Linked DNA regions of Delphinus delphis: region 2 is linked to region 1. The links are chromatin contacts, called in public Hi-C maps. All regions are on one chromosome and are shown on one strand. Each heading gives the region's core, a stretch centred on a gene start, on an enhancer-like site or on the middle of the called end of the contact. The rest is flanking DNA. Distances are from core to core; before and after follow the strand shown.

Region 1 (3,763 bases), core at 1,046-3,545:
AAAAAGTTATTTCTCCAGCAAAGGTGGGGACCTGCCAGAGGTGCAGGGGTGAGAGATGAGGCTGCAAAGTCATCAGGGGCCAGGTCACAAACACCAGGCTGAGGGACTCAATCTTCACCCTCTAATTGACAAGCAGTTGCAGACAGTCATCCACCCTCTCCAGAAGCCCTCGACACCAACTCAGTCTCTCCCCTCAGAAACTAAGTTAACATGTTACAACTGCTGCCCCAGGGGAGTGACATAAGGAACCAGAACACCGCCCTCCACTCTTTTCACAGCTCTTGCTAAACACCAAGCCCTGTCTTGAATGCTTTACATATATGAAATCATCTAGTTCCTCCAACAGCTGCTCTTATTATCCCCTGAACAGAGGAAGCCCAGAAAAGTTAAGACACCTACTCAAGGTCACACAACTAAGCAAGTGGCACACGGAGTGACGCAGGCAGGCTGGCTTTCACATCCTCTTTTTTTTCACTGAAGCCCAGTTTAAGACGAACCTTTTTTTTTTTTTAAACTAACTTCTCACTCAATATGTGAGTGGTGTGGAGATCCGCTTAAATACTTAAATAAAGAAACTTTCATAGCGAGGGACTAAAACCAACACGGCAACACCTGAATGTATACTAATTTGGGGATAGAAAACCAGGCACAGCAGAATGCCACTTAAGCCAGGGCCCCTCAGCCTCGGCACGACTGCTATTGGGGGCCCGGGTGATTCTTCGCTGTGGGAGGCCATCCTGTGCAGAGTATGCTTACCAGCATCCCTGGCCTCTGCCTGCCTGATACCAGTCACACCCTTCCCCTTGCACCCTCGTCGTGACAATCAAAAATGTCTCCAGACATTGCCAAATGTTCTCTTGGGGATAAACTCACACCCAACTGAGAACTGCCTTAGCTTATCTGTAGGTTGCCTGAGATTTTGAAATTCCCAACTCACGGCTTGCTTTAAAAGAAAACTTAGGCCTAGCCCCCCCGGAAAAGGCAGCCATGCCTGGTTATGAGACTTTAATGGACGAATATTATAAAAGTTTATGGCTTGGTCAATAAACACTTTGCTGTTAACTCATTTATTTTCACACACACTCTGTGAGACAGGTACTATGATTATCACCCCCATTTTACAGACGAGGAACTTGAGATGGTGCAAGGGAAGTGCAGAGCACCGGTGTCTGGCACGGGCTAACTCCTTATTAAGTGCCCCCAGCCCCCATGCCCTGGTTAGCAGCACCTGTGAGCTCTGGGCTCCTGCAGCCCCTGACATCTGGAACCTCCACATCAAACTGTGCCATCCTTATCTCCCCAACCAGGCCTGGGACACCTGTGTCCCAGAGAATAGGACCTGGCACACAGAAAGCCTCAGGAAATGATGAACAATGAGTGAACCCGATGACCAGGATTCAACCATTAGGTTCAGACACCCAAATGTCCCCCATCACTACTCTCTCAAGAGCTTCACAGGAGTAGAGACAAAAGGATCTCAGAATATAACATGCAGGAGAGGCGGCAATTAGGGGGCTGAGGGCTTGGACCTGGGGATCAGGGCGCCGGTAGACTCTTGGGAAGGTGCTCCGTTTTTTGGTTTGGGGGGACTTGTTCCCCGGGGAACCCTCCGTCTTACGGGTCTCACCTGCCCTCCATCCCGAGCTCTGCCTTCAACTCCACCAGGCAGGAGGCGTGAGCACTGGCTCCTGACCCAGGTGCGCGCATGTCTGCTCACCGCCTTTATGCCCCGAACCCGCGTGGAGAACCGCAAACCACTACTTTTCGGCTCCGCGCAAGCATAACGCCCCCAGCCCGCACGACGGCGGTCCTCGGCCGGGGCGCACACCCGCTCTCACGTCAGCGGGGGCGCGCGCAAGAACCCAAACTGTATCCCCGATCCTTGGAACCGGTCCACCGCCCTCGCTACCTCTCCCTTTCGCACCCCTATCCCCTTCGTACCCCGCCCTGACGCCTCTCCACCCCCACCACAAACTCTACCATGCTCCCACAAGAGCAGAAAATCTGTGGAATAAACCACAGCGCGCAGCGCAGGTCAGCACCCAAATCACACGCCTCACCAGCTCCTGCGCAGGCGCACTCGGAAATCGAACCGCACTGGCATGGAGCACTCTGGGAACCGTAGGCGGGAACGAAAGACACCACCGCGAGGATCGCCGGGAGTTGTAGGCCCAGCTTGTCCGAGAGCCATAAGCGCTCCAGGCCGAACCGCCGCACGGGCACCTGGGAGTCATTCGCGGGTTGACCCAAAGCTTTCTGGGAGTCGTAGTTATCTTACCTGCTTCCGCGTTTTCTCTGAGCCTGGACCGTCCGGCGCGGGCTCTACTCAGGTGAGTGCCTCCTCCCGCGGCGGGTCGATCTCGGCCCTTGGTCGTGCTGCTGTGGAGGAGTTGATGGTCTCCATATTTCTCTCCCACGCATTCGGTAGGCATCCCTCGGGAGATGGCACTCCCCTCCGTGATCCCCCCAAAGCCGGTCTACCGCCGGCCCTCCACGCGGGAGTGCCCTAAGCCTCTGGTGTCCCTGCTGACCCGCTTTGGACTCTGCCGGCCGGGTCTGACTCCTTGTTCCCACCGCCCAAGCTGCGTGCGGTACGAGCGCACCCTCTTCTGTCCTGATTACAACTTTAGAGTGGTCAGGGCTGGCCTTCGGTGAGGGTCCGACGGCCGTGGAAGCCCAGAGGAGGCGCCAGACCCAGGCCAGAGTTCTGGTAAGACTTGCAGAGCAAAGGACCTCAAATCTTGCCATGCCCAAAAAAAATTCCAGATTCTTTGCCATAAACTTACTCCTCTTACAGTATTTCCCCAGTCTTCCCTAACCCCCACCACCTCTTTATTAAATGGTCCCACTACCCTTACAAGTGCTCAAGTCAAAACAAAAGTTGGAGTTGTCATGAGTCGTCTGTTTCATCCACTGCCATCCCCCAAGACTTGGCAGAGTCCCATCTACTCCGTCTCCGGAAGCGATCCAAAATCTGACCACTTCTCTCCAATGCCACTGTCTCCACTCTGCTCCGAGCTACCACCGCCGCTTACCTGGGTCACTGAAGGAGCCTCCTCACCGGTCTGCCCACGTCTGTCCTTGCCACTCTCCACCCCTCTATTCACACGCAGCCCAAGGGATCCTGTTAAAATAGAAATTAGATCCTGTGACTATACAGCTTAAAACCATCCAACGGTTCCTGTTTCACTCAGAATAAAGTCCAAGCTCCTCACCCTGCCAATCTCCAAGCCCCCGACCCTCTCCAGTCTTGAACCACCAACACACCTTCCACCCAAAAGAACACAGACAGGACCTGCCCTTTCAGGTCCTTTGCATTTGGTATTAACTCTATCCGGAAAATTCTTACCACCTTGATCTAATGCCTAACTCCTTCTCTTCCTTCTGGTCTCAGCTCAGAGAGTAACCTATTTATATCTGAAAACTATTTTGGGTCGGCTCCTCCACTAGAACTTAGTGCCTGCAACCCTTCCTGTTTTACTCCCTGCTGTGTCCCCAGTGCCTAACCAATGTTGGGCACTTTGGAGGCACTGAGTGGATATTTGTTGAACAAATGAATGAAAGCTTAAACTGAGACTTGAAGGTGCCAGGCCTGCACAGCGCTGGGGGAAGACTGTTCCAGACAATGGGCTTACTCTGGGCATTATTTAGGCAGCCTGCCGGGAGGCAACGACCCCTTAATCCGGAATCCACGTGTAACCCGCCTCCCCTCTCCACCCATCCAGGAGAAGCCAACCCTCCTGCCTCGCCAGGACCCCGCGAT
Region 2 (3,663 bases), core at 264-2,763, 310 kb before region 1:
CTGCTCAGCCTCCAGTCTCGTTTGGAGAGCTCTCTATGGTTCTCAGGTCCTGCCCAGCTCATTTTCCTTGTGGGTGACTCTGAATAATGACGTCCATCGGGCTGGTCCTCCAGATGCCCCCCTGAGGATCCCCGCTGGTCCTCTGGGATCCTAGGCGCCCAAACTGACCAGCAACCCTGCTCCCCACAGGGAGAAACCTGTGCTTGCCCAGCTGTTCCCTGTCTCCTGAGAGGACTGCCACTTCCAGCTCCTCCCCAGGACAAGACATAAAGTCACCCTGGACTCATCTCTCTTCTCCCCCTAAATCTATGGTCACTCGGTCCTAGGGGTCTACCTCCTGAGTGAGGAAGACCCTGGCAGGCGATGAGTCTGTGCAGACTGTCAGAGGCTCATAAGTCATGATACAGTTTTAATCTTATTCAGAGAGAGATGGGAGCCATGGGAGGGTTTTGCGTGAAGAAGGGATACGATCTGACTTGGGTTTTAAAAGTTTCCCTTTGGCTGCTGTGTGGGGAACAGGCCGTGGCAGGCAGGATCAGAGGCAGCGAGGCCAGGGAAGAGGCTATGGCAATAGTCAGTGAGATGATGGTGGCCTGGACTGGGGTGCTGGCAGTGGAGATGACAAGAAGAGGTGGGATTTTGTATCTATTTTGAAGGTAGGGTCCACGGGACTTGCACAGAACTTGGATTGGGGTGGAGGATGTGGTCATGAGGAAAGAGAAAAGGATGAGTTGGAGGTTTGGGCCTGAGCACCTGGGAGGATGATGGGACCATTTAGTCAGAGGGGAGCTGACCAGAATTCCATTTGGACATGTCAGATTTGAAGTGTCTGTTATGCATCTCCCCCTCGAAGACGTTATAGACCCCAGGATGGGTCAGGCGCCTCCTTTGGGCTCGCAGAGCCCCATGTATGCCCCCACCCCAACCGGATCATGACGGTATCCTTCGTGGTGACAGGCCTGTCTCCCCCGTTGTACTATGAGCTCACTAACGGCAGGGACAGGGTCTGCTTCGGCCACCACTGACTTCTCCTGCCTCGCACGGGATTTGGCACAGGGTCGGTGCTCAGGAAAGATCTGTAGGCTGAGGGAATAATAAATGCGCCCGGAAGACGAGACCCAGACCCCCAGGGATGCCTCCGAATCGCAGCTTTGTCGGAAGGACGGAGAGTGTGTAACATCATTCTATCAAAACAGAGGTTCCAGGACAGAGTAGGGACCTCCCGGACGTACCCAGTTGGAAGCGGGGGCAGGGAAATGGTCGAATTCCAGCCTGGGGGAGGGGATGGGCGAGCAAGAGACAGGCCGGACCGCAGTGCCCAAAGTGGGGATCCCGGTCAGAAGGCCTCTGCGATACAAGCGTTGGGAAATCAAAGGCGAGTGGCTTCACCCCCAGAGAGACCCTCAACCCTCACACGGCACCGCAACAAAGAGCGGGCGCTCACGAGCCGACCAGCTGGTGAGGAAATACCTGAGTAGAACGCGGTGCTGGATGGTCCAAACTGCCGAACACGCGGAACTCCGGCGCGGAAGTGGCTCCAGAGACTACGACTACCACAAGGCCTTGGGGGCGGTCTTGCCTACGACTCCCAGAACCCCATGCAACAGCTCCACCTGAAGCGCCTGTGGTTACTGGGCCCTCGGCCTTCAACTCCCAGCAGTCCCTGCTGCCCCTTGTTTCGCTCTGCCTACCACTCCCAAAATGCACTGCCTTGTTTCCGTCTGCGCCTGCGCACGGACAAGGGACGTGGGGTGTGTACTGTTTGCTGTGGTAGTAATCTGTTACCATGCAGGACGCTTAAAAGGCGAAATGGCTGTATTCGGATGATCTGCTTTAGTGGGATTATTATAGGCTTTTAGAGGGATTATAGAGCATATTATTTTTACCCTTTGAGGTGGGGTTGCGGGTGGGAATTGAAGGTGGGAGTGCGGGGTTTGGTCGTGGGTGTAAAAGGAGACAGCGCATGCGCAGCGCAGAGAGCCTGAAGGTGGGGGTTCGGAATGGATCTAGGCATTGCCTGCAGGGGTGGTAATGGTGCGTGTGGACGCGTAGGGTGGGGAGAGGGAGCAGTGTGTGTGTAAGCTGACGTCTCTGCGCGTGCATCAGCCCTAGAGCCTCCGACTTCTGAGACTGAGGGTTCCAAAGACTCAGATCCCTGAAACTCACTAGTCCCTAGGCCCCGTGTCATAGAGACTCGGAGTTCCAGTGACCCAGAGACCCAGACCCCTGAGACTTCAAGCAGCCGAGAGAACCAGGACTCCAGAGACAACTCTCCCCAACCAAAGCCCAGAGACCTGGAGGGTTCACCCCCAAGGCCCTCAAAACTGAAATCTGGGGGCCAAAGAAGACCAAAGATTCAGATCTCTTAGACGCAGAAGACCAGAGATCCTGGGCCTCAGAAACTGAGACCCAGGGTCCCCAAACCAGATCCCCCAAAACTGATGCTCAAAGGTCCTCACGATGAAGGGACCAGAGCCTCAGGGATCCCAAGACAGAGGTGCACAGCCCCAGGGTGTGCGGGTCTGTGGTGAGTGATGTCACGAGTGGCTTGACAGGCACTGTGGAGGCCATGCTTTCCTCATGACAGGGGAGCCATGATGCCTTAGTGTAAGATAAGATGGCCTCCATGAAGTCACCATCAAGGGTCATCATGGGCCAGTTCTTGTCATCACTGGCTCGTTGGTTCTTCTGTTGAATGGTCATTTCCTGAGGTCTCCTTGTGCCAGGCTGGCCCTGTGCTAGGTTCTGGTGACACAAGCGAAGTCACAGTCCTCTTAGCCCGCTGCCTGGTGGGGGTGAGAGAGTCATAGTTAATACAGGTGACAAAGCTTGACGTCGGTGTTAGGAGCTCTGGAAGCTGAGCCTCAATCACTGCTAGCCAGGGCATCACGGGAAAAACTTCAAGCAGAGGTTATTAGACAGTGTGCTTAGCACTTTACATGCACTGTCTTAGTTTGCTCATCTGTAGAATGGGGATGATAATAGCAATACCTGCCTTAAAGGGCTTATGTGAAGTCAAATTGAATTAACAACACCTACAAAGAGTGGTTTGTGCTCTAGAAAGTTTATTCCAGTTGCCAAATTAGAAAGAACTGGTAAAATGAATCTCCAGAGGTGGTGAATTTAAAGCATTTTGGGGCACTTCCCTTGGAGATCCAGAGGCTAAGACTCTGGGCTTCCACTGCAGGAGGCACAGGTTCGATCCCTGGTCGAGGAACTGAGATCCCACATACTGCGCGGCACAGCCAAAAAAAAAAAGAAAAGAAAAGCACTTTCACTCAAGATAAAGTGGAAGCAAAATAAATGCCCAACCTCATTTGAAAGTTTTATTAAATATAGCACATTTCCTCTTTTTTAAAAAAAAACAGTGAGGGGACTTCCCTGGTGGTGCAGTGTTTAAGACTTTGCACTCCCAATGCAGGGGGCCGGGGTTTGATCCCTGGTCAGGAAACTAGATCCCACATGCGTGCCTCAAATTAGAGTTTGCATGCCACAACTAAGGAGCCTGCCTGCCACATCTAAGACCTGGTGCAACTAACTAACTAAATATATATATATATATATATTTTTTTTTTAAGTGAGAATTGAATTTAGAAGACTAGGTAATTGCCCAGAAAAATAAAACAGAACAACATAAAATCATACTTCCAATAGGACATATAA

The links. Hi-C and Micro-C count contacts between places; a contact is called where the count stands out from the background.
Region 2: a contact with region 1 is called in a Hi-C map of lung, with 6 times the contacts expected there. The contact joins the promoter of LOC132416410 here to the promoter of CTU1 in region 1. A contact is called at or near these places in 2 of 3 Hi-C or Micro-C datasets (lung and muscle).

What each region holds. Positions count from the first base shown.
Region 1 is chr20:5,995,057-5,998,819 of mDelDel1.2, reverse strand. CTU1 (cytosolic thiouridylase subunit 1) reads left to right here and starts at 2,295. Exons shown (of 3, transcript XM_059999775.1): 1 at 2,295-2,330; 2 at 3,726-3,763. The coding sequence starts at 3,762. LOC132416462 (a long non-coding RNA gene) reads right to left here. Exons shown (of 3, transcript XR_009517599.1): 2 at 3,036-3,124; 3 at 2,277-2,379.
Region 2 is chr20:6,300,150-6,303,812 of mDelDel1.2, reverse strand. It overlaps LOC132416410 (cytoplasmic tRNA 2-thiolation protein 1-like), which reads right to left and starts at 1,513. Exons shown (of 3, transcript XM_059999776.1): 1 at 1,471-1,513. All of the region lies in intron 1 of LOC132416453 (a long non-coding RNA gene), which reads left to right. It also overlaps the pseudogene LOC132416878.